2 separate regions of the Sus scrofa genome follow, and region 1 is linked to region 2. A link is a contact called in public HiChIP or PLAC-seq data. All regions are on one chromosome and are shown on one strand. Each heading gives the region's core, a stretch centred on a gene start, on an enhancer-like site or on the middle of the called end of the contact. The rest is flanking DNA. Distances are from core to core; before and after follow the strand shown.

Evidence for each region. HiChIP or PLAC-seq counts read pairs in DNA pulled down with a chosen protein or histone mark.
Region 1: an H3K27ac HiChIP or PLAC-seq map of alveolar macrophages shows a contact between it and region 2. The contact joins the enhancer-like site here to the promoter of CHD3 in region 2. A contact is called at or near these places in 5 of 47 Hi-C or Micro-C datasets (adipose tissue, blood, epiblast stem cells and 2 more) and 2 of 2 datasets of contacts at active chromatin or transcription factors (alveolar macrophages and skeletal muscle).

Annotation. Positions count from the first base shown.
Region 1 is chr12:53,218,521-53,224,150 of Sscrofa11.1, forward strand. The region is part of intron 1 of GUCY2D (retinal guanylyl cyclase 1); the gene reads left to right. Among named protein-coding and RNA genes, the nearest start is that of GUCY2D, 21 kb to the left of the region's middle. Within about 2 kb of position 1,456, at least 1 of the 83 cell types and tissues checked has an H3K27ac peak or open chromatin away from gene starts, as enhancers often do. A contact at or near this core is called in alveolar macrophages, where this site is marked.
Region 2 is chr12:53,132,623-53,138,670 of Sscrofa11.1, forward strand. CHD3 (chromodomain-helicase-DNA-binding protein 3) reads left to right here and starts at 3,145. Exons shown (of 40, transcript XM_021067837.1): 1 at 3,145-3,440. The coding sequence starts at 3,173. LOC102158553 (a long non-coding RNA gene) reads right to left here and starts at 3,624. Exons shown (of 3, transcript XR_002337366.1): 1 at 3,518-3,624; 2 at 1,637-1,734.

The DNA of each region.
Region 1 (5,630 bases), core at 206-2,705, 84 kb after region 2:
AAGCTTCTCCACCTAGATTTTAAAAATTAATTCTGTATTTATCAAATAATGCATATACCTAATACCTAGGAGTGTAAGGACTGGATTTAGGGTAGTGGTTGGAGCACTTTACTTTCTTCCCAGCAGTGAATTGTGAGTCCAGTTGCTCCACATCCTCTTCAACAACTTCTTTTGACTTTTTGCATCGTAGCCGTGCTAATGCGGGTAGTGGTACCTCAGGGCAGGTTTTTACGTGCATCACCGCAATAGCTAAAGACGTTAAACATTTTTTCCATGTGCCCGTTAACCACTCGTTTCTTCTTTTGTGAAGGGTCTCTTCACATTTTTTGCCCATTATTTATTGGGGTCATTTGTCTCCTTACTGAGTTGTGAGGTTCTTTACATATTCTGAACACAAGTCTTTTGTCAAATACTCTATATATTCAAAATATTTTCTCCCTGTCTCTGACTTGTCTTTTCATTTTCTTAAGATACTTTTGAAGAGCACGGTTTTTATTTCGAGAATTTACATGTTAGTAGTCGTTCTATGGTTCATACCTTTTGTTATTCTATTTGAGAAAATTTGCCTACTTGCGTAGTGAAGGCACAGTCTAACAGTGTGATTTACGATAGTGTCTTTTGGTGGAGATAATGGTATCCGTTCTGCTTCTAGAGGGACTGGAAACTAAAGATAACAGCCTGGGAGTTCTTGTTGGGGCACAGCAGAAACGAATCCGACTAGTATCCATGAGGATGCAGGTTCGATTCCTGACCTGCTCAGTGGGTTAAGGATCCTGTGTTGCCATGAGCTGTGGTGTAGGCCACAGATGTGGCTCAGATCTGGTGTGGCTGTGGCTGTGGCATAGGCCATGAGCTGCAGTTCAAATTCTACCCCTAGGCTTGGAACTTGCGTATGCTGAGAGTATGCCCCCCCCAAAAAAGGCAATAAAGATATGAGCCTGATCTCCAGGAGAGCTGAAGACGAAAGGTCAGCCATGTGGGCAATATGTGATTGAGTTCCAGTAAAAACTCTGGGTACCAAGGCTTGGGTAATCTTCTCTGGTTGGCAGTAGTCTGTGTGTACTGTCACATATCATAGCTGGAAGGAGCTGGCACTGACGTGACTCCACAGGGGGAGAACAATGGCATCTCCACACCGGATCCTCTGGTCTCTGTCCTGTGCATCTCTTCCCTTGGCTGATTTTAATCTGTAGCCTTTCTCTGTGATAATCTGCAGCCATGAGTACAGCTGCTTTCAGAGTGTTCTGTGGGTCCTTCTAGTGGATGGTAGAAACTGAGGGTGGTTTGGCGAATCCCCAAACTTGCAATTAGCGTCAATATGGAGGACAGTCCTTTGTAGGGACTGCAGGGAAAAGTGGCCTAACCTTTCGCAGTTGGCCTCACAAGTGGGATTCTCTAGAATGACCCTGACTCACTGAAACATGTGGTTTGGAAAGAGGAAGGAAGGGGGCTGATGAACTTTTGATCTCTGGATGACTACCAGTCACTCATGATATGGAACAGCAGCTGAAGCTGATCAGTTACTCCAGGCAAAAGTTACCTAGAGGGAGTTCCCAGTGTGACACAGTGGGTTAAGGATCTGGCATAGGTTGCAGCTGCGGTTCAAGTTTGATCCCTGGCCCAGGAACTTCCACATGCTGCCGAGGGTGTGGCCAAAAACCAAAGCAAAACACACAAAACAGTTACCAATAGAATTTTGACATAATGGATTTAATTCCTGAGCAGCTGGCTCATGCATGAGGAAATACAGTGTAACAAGAAACATTCTCTTGGCTGTTGTTTTCCATAATAGCTAAAATGAAAGCGAGGCAGGGTGGCAGGTGCACCTTACTGGGCCAGACTTGAATTCCAGCCAGCCTGAGTTAGAGCTGCTAGCCTCATGCCACTACCACTGGCAAAAACTATGATGAAACAACAGATAGAAAAGAAAATTGGGCTGCTTTGTAGGAGATTGGGGAAAGGTAAAGAGGAGAGGTTAAGAACTCACCCCAGCAAGGTGGAAATGTTTAAATGGTAATTTAAAAATGGGATGAATAAAGTGGGTATTGGAGAGGTCAAAACAGAGGTCTTTTTTTTTAAATTGAAGTAGAGTTGATACACATACTATGTAAGTTACAAGTATACAATATAGTGAGTGATCTATAATTTTTCAAGGTTATATTCCATTTATAGTTATTATAAAATATTGGGAGGTCCCATCATGGCTCAGCGGAAATGAATCTGACTAGTAACCATAAGGATGAAGGTTCAATCCCTGGCCTCCCTCAGTGGGTTAAGGATCTGGCATTACACCATGGGCTGTGGTGTAGGTCGCAGATATGGCTCAGATCCTGCCTTGCTGTGGCTGCGGTGTAAGCTGGCAGCTATAGCTCCCATTCGACCCCTAGCCTGGGAACCTCCATATGCTGCAGGCAAGGCCCTAAAAAGACAAAATAAAATAAAATATTGACTATATCCTCTATGTTGTATAATATGTCTTTGTAGCTTATTTTATACATAGTAATTTGTGCCTTGGAACCCCCTACCCCTCTCTTACCCCTCCCCATACCCCTTCCCCACAGGTAACCTTTATTTTGTTCCCTGTATCTGTGAGTCTGCTTGTTTTTGGTTCTATTCACTAGTTTGTTGTATTTTTCAGATGTCACATGTAAGTGATATCATACACTTCTCTGACGTACTCCACTTAGCATAATGCCTTCCAAGTCCATCCACGTTGCTGCACATGGCAAAATTTGCATTCTTTTTTATGGCTGAGTAGTATTCCACTGTGCATATACACCACATCTTCTTTATCCGTTCATCTGTAGATGGAAAAACAAAGGTCTTAATTGTTTTGGAATTTGAGTGGACCAGTGGCAGCCCCTGCTGGTCCAGAAACATGGAGGGACTCTAAGCATAATTTGGAGGAATTTAAAAATTTAGAAGGCAAGGATGACAAGGAGAAACCTTACTTCAAATGTTCTGAAACACTGGCTGGGGACTCAAGGCTATGTGAGTGGGTAAGATTGTCAGGACATAAGAGAAGAGCCACACATGGTGGTTCCAAAACCTGGTGGTGAGTCCCGATGGGGCAACGGTTAGATTGGGAGGATTTGGGAATGTAACAGTTGATTAAGATAAAAGTTTGGATAGAAATTGTAATGTCTGAACATTCTTTAGTGAAGTGGTTTTGTCCCATTTACCTGGTTGCATTTTGGGGATGGATGTTATATCTGATTGGGTAAGACTTCCTTAGCTAGGATCATAAATCAGAAGGCATGGAATGCTGCCCTCCTGCCAAAATAATGGAAACTGATAAATTTGTCCAAGCCCACACAGGTTGTTAATTTGAAACAGTACGGGGAGTTCGCATCATGGCACAGAGGAAAGGAGCCTGATTAGGAACCATGAGGTTGCGGGTTAGGTCCCTGGCCTTGCTCAGTGGGTTAAGGATCCGGCGTTGCCGTGAGCTGTGGTGCAGGTTGCAGATACCGCTGAGACCCTGCGTTGCTGTGTTCATTGAAGCCATTAGGTAAGTGAGGTCTTTGTTGAAATTATGCCTGGGAGGAATTATGCCGCAAGCGCTGTAGCCACCTTGCCACTGGGAAAGGAGAGCCTTTCGGACAGCAAAGCCAGCCACGGAGGTGGACGAGCAAAGCCTGAGGCCTGGGTTGTTTACACCTAAATCCAGCTGCACCTGAAGTAAGCCCCAAGACTTCAGGTTTTCTGCCTTAGACTGTTTGGCCTCAGGGCGGGCCCAGGAGAATCATACTTAAAAGTGGCACATAAAAGACACAAAGAAACATTTCTCTCAAAACAAAAAGCTTCAGACATAGTCTACAGCTCCCCCTAGTGGAAAACACGATTTTCAGCTTCTGGATAATACGCCTTAATTCCAGTCCACCACGTGTCCCAATAGTCTGTATATATCTAGGTTAATTTAGAACATCTTTCATAATTCAAAAAATATATAATTGCTACTATTTATAATCCTGATCACAGCCCTTTCCCATAATACTTTGTAGTTCAGAACTACAATCCTGAATGAAATCTGTCCTGGAATCATGCAGTGAATTTAGAATGTTCTAGACCATTAGGAATCATATTTTGTAACTATCAAAAAAGGGAAAATAAGGAGCTCCCATCGTGGCTCAGTGGTAACAAACCTGACTAGGATACATGAGGATGTGTGTTCGATCCCTGGCCCTGCTCAATGGGTTGAGGATCTGGCATTGCTGTGAGCTATGGTATAGATTGCAGAAGCAGCTCAGATCCCACGTTGCTGTGGCTGTGGTGTAGGCCAGCGGCTTTAGCTCTGATTAGACCCCTAGCCTGGGAACTTCCATATGCCGTGGGTACGGCCCTAAAAGACAAAAAGGAAAAATAAGAGGAAGACATGAGAAGAGTATCAGAAAACCATAATGTGGTAGAATTTTAAATATCCAAAGATAATTTCATTGGCTTCTGGTTTCAAGGACATCCACTCCTCCCTCCTCTCCACATCTCATGGAAATGATCAAAGAGAAAAATACAAGAAAACCTTGATATGTTTCAGGAAAAAAAAAAAAAAAAACCCAAGAGAATACACTCAACAGAAGTGAACATTTGGAGTTCCCGTCGTGGCGCAGTGGTTAACGAATCCGACTAGGAACCATGAGGTCACGGGTTCAGTCCCTGCCCTTGCTCAGTGGGTTAATGATCCGGCGTTGCCGTGAGCTGTGGTGTAGGTTGCAGACGCTGCTCGGATCCTGCGTTGCTGTGGCTCTGGCGTAGGCCGGTAGCTACAGCTCCGATTGGACCCCTGGCCTGGGAACCTCCATATGCCGCGGGAGCGGCCCAAAGAAATAGCAAAAAGACAAAAAAAAAAAAAAAAAAAAAAGAAGTGAACATTTGAGGGATGTGGGGTCCACTGTGGAGGCCAGAGAGGAGAGGCTGGGGGGAGAGAGCGGTGGGCAGAGGAGCCCCAGATGCCCAGTGGTCTCTGTTGCTTCAGCCCTGCGGCCCCTTACCTTATCCTTGGCGCACCGGTGGCAGCCCAGCCCCTGCAGGGCACTGTGCCCTTTGCCTCCTTTCCACTCACGTGGTGTCCAATGGACCGCTGTGCTGAGGCGGAACTTCGGAACAGAGAGGGGCCCACAGAGGAAGCAAAAGATGATTTGTGCAAACACCCAGGGAGCCTCTATCCCTGCCCACTTCCACCCAAGCCTAAGTGGGAACAGCCAACAGAGAGTCACCAGCTGAGGCCTTGGTGGAAGAGAGAAGTCGCTGATGGGCAGGCATGGAGGGTCAGAAGCAGAAATGTCACGACATGCCCGAGGCCAGGGGGGACCTGTCGCCCCCAGCATACGCCTGCCCAGAGGCCAGATTAACCCAGTCTGGGTCAGAAACCCGCTGAGGACAGCACAGCGATAGCCCCTCTCCCGCCATGCCCAGGTGCCACTTGGGGAAAAGCAATGAGAACGGGAAGGACAGCCCTGTCAAGAAGATGGACCTGGAAATGATTCTATATTTACTTCAAAGAGAGCATCTAATCTGAAGGAGACAGAGATTCCGTTAAGTATGAGGTTAACGTTTTTTCCCCTGCTGCTGGCATGAGAAAGGAAGGAAGATCCATCATAGACATAAAGCATTTCCATCATATGCACATCTGA
Region 2 (6,048 bases), core at 1,895-4,394:
CTGACACTCTGGGGTAGTGAGACCATCATCACCACGGAAGGGATGCTGGAATAGGGGGAGCCAAGGGAGAAAAAGCTGAGAGGCAGACACACTGGAAAGAAATGAGCCTTCAACAGCGGGCAGACAGGCAAGAAGACAGACGTAAAGGATGGCAAGGACACAGGCATAAAGAAGAGGAAGAACAAGTCGAAGGGCAAGATAAGAGGCAAACCAAGACAGGGAACTATGGCAGGGCCTGGAAGGTAGACAAACCAAGAGTCGGAGACTAAAAAAGTGATAGAGACAGGCAGGCGGGGAGACAGATGGCTAGAGAGAGAGTGGTGGGCAAACAGCCAGAGAAGCAGACAGACAACCAGAGAGAGAAAGAGGCTGCCAGCCAGTCAGGGAGGAGCAGACAGGCAGGCAGGCAGACACCATAACAGGAGCAAGCAGGTAGAGAGGCAGGCGGAAACAAGCAGAGAAGAAGAAAAATCAAGAGGTCAGTAGGGAGAGAAAAGGGAACAGGAGATGCCGGCAGGCAGAGAGGGAGATGGACAAGAGGGAAAATCAGGCAGATTAACAGATCCATGTGCAAAGCACACCCGGGGAGAATGATGAATGTTTGTACAGGGATGCACACAGCCACCCTCAGCCACCCACACCTGAAGCTCGGGGCACATGTGGCAGGCAGGCGGAGGCGCTCAGCACAGGCAAAGGGCACACAGGCAGAGAGCCTGTGGTGCACCAGGATGCGCAGGGCTGCCACATACACATGGGGACATGCTTCCCAGACACACACAGGGGGGCCAGAAAGAGGGGGAGGCACACACAGTTGGAGCCCGGAAGACAGAAGTAAACAGAAAGAAGACAGAGATGGAAAGTCACTTAGAGGTGACAGAGCCTGAGTCCAGGAGAGAGAAAGACAGCCTCGATGAAAAAACACACACATTCACAGAAGCCCATATACAGAAAGAGGGGGCCACCCAGATGAACTAGTACAGAGGGGCTGAGAAAGAGGACATAACAAAATCGAATGGAAGAGGAACTGGAGTTACACTCAAGACAGGAATGATACGGGAGCAGAGGCAAAAAGAATTCCAAAGTCCAGGTTAAGAAAAAGATGGAAATCAATGCTCAATAAGGTGTATTATGGGGGGCGGGGGTTGGCACATCAATAAAGAATACTGTAAGCCTTGTAAGCAAAAATGTGCCCTGCCACTATTCCTTTCTGGTTGCTGCCTACCTACCGCTCCTTGTGAAGGTACCCCCAAACCCTGCAGGGACTGCTGGCCGGCTGGCAGCCAAACCTAAAAGGTGGGAATAACCCAGGAGAGAAATGATTCCACAGGCAAGGGATGGGAAGCAAGGGAAAGGGCAAAATGAGATCAAAAGAATGGCTGGAAACTGGAGGAAGAAAAGGATAAGAATGAAACAGGGTCCCACGGAGCTACTTGCCCTCCATCCTTTGCTAGCATTACTCAACTGGCAAGTTTTATTTTATGACTTCTCTGACCAAATCGCTCGATGAGAAAGCTACTTTTGGGCTCCTTTGCAGCCTTCCATCTGATTCCTGGTATCACTTTTAAGATCAACACTGGGGTGCAGTGGGAAAGCATGGAGCAGAAAGTCAGATGACAATGCGCGTGTAACCCCCTACCTCTTTCTTTTTCTCAGTCCACGTTACTTTTCTCTTTCATGGTACCTCAGTTTCTTCCACTTTATCAGTGTTGGAGATCATGGAGGAAGGAAAATATACTGAAACGGGAGAAAAGAGAAAATTTCACAATCCTCAGACTTAACTCTTTCCCCTGTAATCTAAAAAGCTGTTCCATTTACCCCTAAATTAATTTCCCAAGTCAGATAAATTTTATATTCAAGTAATTGGGGGAAGGAAGGGAAAAGTAAAGGAGAAAAGAGGATAAAATTTACAACAATTTTAAATCGCTGAAAAGGCTGGGCAAAGGGGAGAATCAAACATGGACTCCTTTGAAAAAAAACTCAATCATCGTATCTATTCATATCTCTCCCCCAAAAGTCACTAGGATTTCTATCACTTTTTTAAAGAAAGGAAAAAAAATCCAGTACCGCTTCTCACTTAAAAGATACGTATACAATTAAATGCGTTTTGACTTCAATGAGGTATGTAGAAACAGAGTTATATATAAACATATATTTCATCTTTTTTCTTTTCAATGCCTGAAGGGGAAAAAAAAAACCTTCACATCAAACCACTCCCTTCTGAAGTATTCAGAAAAAAAAAAAAAAGCTTTTCTTTAAGAGAAGGGAGGTGGGGAGGAAGAGACTAGTAAAGAAAAGAAAAAAATTTAAATCTAGTTGGACTAGTATCTAACTAGTTAACCTTTAACAATTTATGCTGATGTCAGACTGAGCATGAGTACTGATTAATGCCCCCCCTCAAATATTTTTTTATAAGGGGGGAGTTAGTCACAGCAGCCATTTTTGTTTTATGCAGAAATCCTTCATGCCCCCCCAACGCACACACTCACATACTCAGTACACAAGGAAAATATCTCTATTAATCTGTGCACTAATCAGTTATGAAAAAAAGGGAGAAATTTGTGGGTTTCTGGGTAGAGGCTTGGAGATGGGGGTGTAACAGGGAGGAGAATGGGGGGGTGAAAAATGAAATATTAAGCCAGCCATTTTGTTTTAAAAGGGGATTTTTCCCCCCTCTCCCTTTCTTCATGGAGGGGGTGGCGGTGCTGGAGGGGGGGTTGTTTTAAAAATAATTTCCAGGCGGCCATCTTAGTGCCTCAGCTCTGAGAAATATTTCTGAGCGCCCCCCTCAGAATTTAAATATATTTAAAGCAACGGAGAGGGGGGTAGAGAGAAGTCGAAAACTTTTATATATATATATATATATATTTTAATCCCCCTCTCTTGTTCTCTCGGGAGGAAGGAGAGAAAGAAAAAAAAAAGTCCTCAATTTTTTCCAAGAAAATTTTTGGGGGTGGTTTGGCCCCCCTCGTCAGACGGCGGCCCCGAGGGGGGTTCGGAGGGGGTGGCCCGGGGTTTTGGGGGCTGGGGGAGGCGGTGAGGAGGAGGAGGAGGAGGACGCCGCCGCCGAGGAGGAGGAGGAGGAGGAGGAGGAGGAGGAGGAGGTGGTGGTGGTAGCGGTGGGGGAGGCGGGCGGGCGGTGGGTGGGGGGGTGGTGGGGGGCCAGAGCCACAGGATGGCTTCCCCTCTGAGGGACGAGGAGGAGGAGGAGGAGGAGATGGTGGTGTCGGAGGAGGAAGAAGAGGAGGAAGAAGAGGGCGACGAGGAGGAGGAGGAGGTGGAGGCGGCCGACGAGGACTACGAGGAGGACGACGACGAGGGAGTACTCGGGCGCGGGCCGGGCCACGATCGGGGCCGCGACCGCCACAGCCCCCCCGGCTGCCACCTCTTCCCGCCACCGCCGCCGCCGCCCCCGCCGCCGCCGCCGCCGCCCCCGCCGCCAGGTAAGCGGCCGCCGACTCCCCCCAAACCCAAGCGGGAGCCGCGGGCGCCCGAAGCCGGGCGGGGGCGAGGCACCCACCGCGCGGCCGAGCCGAGGCGAATCCGGGGCGCGGAGCGCCGTCTCGGGCCCGTCGCCCGGCGCCGGTCCCGGCGGTCCGAGCGGTCCAGGCGGGCGGCGGTGGCGGCCGCCGGGCCAGGCCTCCTCCCCTCCCCCGCCGCACCCCTCCGCCGCCGCCGCCGCCGCCGCCGCCGCCGCCGCCGCCACCGCCGCCCGGGCTGAAGAGCGCCGGGCGCGAGCTGCGCGCGCGGACCGGGCCACTCGGTCGCGGCTTTCGGGGGAGGAGGAGGAGGAGATTTTTTTTTTTTTTATCCTCGGCGGGGAGGGGGTAGGCAGGAAACGTCCAAGGCGAAGCCAGGGCCCCCTCCCTGGCCGAGCGAGGGACCGCGGAGACCCTGGCGGCCGGACGGCGGCGTGGGGGAGGGGCGCGTGGGGGAGGGGCGGCCGCGCGGGCGCCCCTGGGGCTCCGGCCCCGGTGGGGTTGGACCGAGGTGAAGTGGGGTTTCCGCGCGAGGAGCGGACCGCGGCCCTAACCCCCACCCCACCCTTCGTCAGGAGTTGGGAAGGCCGGGGGAGCGGCTGGGGAGGGGGCGGGTGTCCCTCGGACCCCCCCCCACACCTGCGGGGACTTCGGTGCCCGCCAACTCTGGGGCGTGCGGTGGCACGTGGGGGAGGGGTCGTGTGAATGTTTGCGGGCGGCTGACGACTAGGGGCAGGTGGTGGCCACACTCCACGCAGACCACTTCCTGGAATGAGACTGGCTCCTGCCCCCTCTTCCCGGTTCGGCTCGTACTAGGGAGAGCAGTCACTGAGGATTGGGGAGCAAGAGGGGAGTGTCTGGGAGAACAGATGCCCCCAACCCCACCCCCTTTCTCTCTCCTCTGGGCTCTTTTGTGTCAAGTGCGCCGCCCCCCCCCATGACCCCGTCAGTCTGGGGTGGCCGAGCTGCCCAGCTGTGACTCTCACGTGGCTGCCATTCACTGTCACTCACTCTCCCGCTGAAACCACCCACACCCTGACCACGTCGGGGGGCGTGAACTGCCCACCCAGCTGTTCTGCAGCTTGACCGTCACTCGGCATCCCTCCCCGGGGTTGACAAGTCGCCCGCACTGTCTGGGCAGTTCCGCCCGCGCTGGAGGGCCTGACGGCTGCCTCGCGTCCAGGGGCCCCATTCTGGCTACCTTCCCGGTGGAGTGTTGCTAGTCTTTTTTAGGATAGACTAGGTGAGCATCTTTCGGGTGTTCACACCCCCAGGCCTCTGGGTGCCATGCAGCGCAAATGCACCAAACTTCAAAACATCTGACATCAGGTTCTTGGTAAAACTGTCATATTGATCTGGGTGGCTCATGTGGCAAATGTTCCTGTCTAGTTGAGACGGCCTTTGAGGGAGCGGGGGGTGCTTTCTTGGTGGCGAGGAGGGGGATGCCTGTCTGATGGAAACAGATAAGTCCACTCCTACCCCCACTCTGGCCCCTAGGCTTGTCTGAAAAAGGGAAAAGTTTTTAAAAAGTTGCCCAGAGAGCCCACTGATTTTGCAGGGGGGAAAAGGGATAAAGAATTGAGGGCAAGGGGTTGCCTGGAGCACGGCAGAGGTGCTAAAAAGAGAAAGGGTGTCAGGTGAAGTTAAGGGGCTGGCTATTCTCACCTGTGTGTATTCCGAACCTGGAACGTGGCGTCTGGGGGGCTTTGACCCTGGATTTGGGTGTGGGAGAGGGGGAGCATGAAGGGATCTGAGGTCGAGATGGGTCTTTGTGTCAGTACTCCCTCCCCCTTCCCCTCCGCTTTCTAAACAACGTCGAATGTTTTTAAAATTGTGCGTTGGAAATGGAAACCCACCTCCTCTCTCTCCCAGGGCAATTTTATGTCCCTCTCAGCCCTCCAAGTCAAACGGGGGACCCGGATACACCCCCTCAGATGACTTTCTGAGGTAAAACTTCAGGAAAATATTTTCGGTCTGCCCATTATTTCTGTCTACAGAAGCGTGGGCAAAATAACCCTCCTCTGAGGCAAATGTATTCAGGCTGCCCTCCCTCGTCCTTCTCTAGGAGATGAATTTATCCGTGTTAGAGGTTTCTATTGTTTTTTTTTTTTTTCATTCCGACTGCTTTGATTCTCACCATTTTGTTTTACATTCTTACCCAAGACCAATTTTATCCCTTCCCCCTCTCCAGGCTCCTTACATTGTTAGACGTTTAAAATAATAGCGCTCGTGCAGATGGGGGAAGGGAGCAGGAAGCCAAAAACTCATTTCTTCTCCCTCCCCCTTCTGGCAAGTCTAGAGAAATAATATAACATAATATATAGATGTGATTCCTTGGGGGTGGGGGTGGGGAATGCGTGTGGGTGGTGCGGAAAATTCTGGTAGTTTCTTTGCAAAAGGTCTGAAAATACAAACCCACCCCCTGCAGGCACTACGCATGTGCAGCCGACCTATTATGGTGGTTCGTTGTGGGGGAGGGAGAGGAATTTGAGAAAAAATAAATATATGTGTGAGAGATTGATGGTGAGATTAGAAGAAGAGAGGGGCGGGCGGGAGGCGAGGCTTTCGGCCG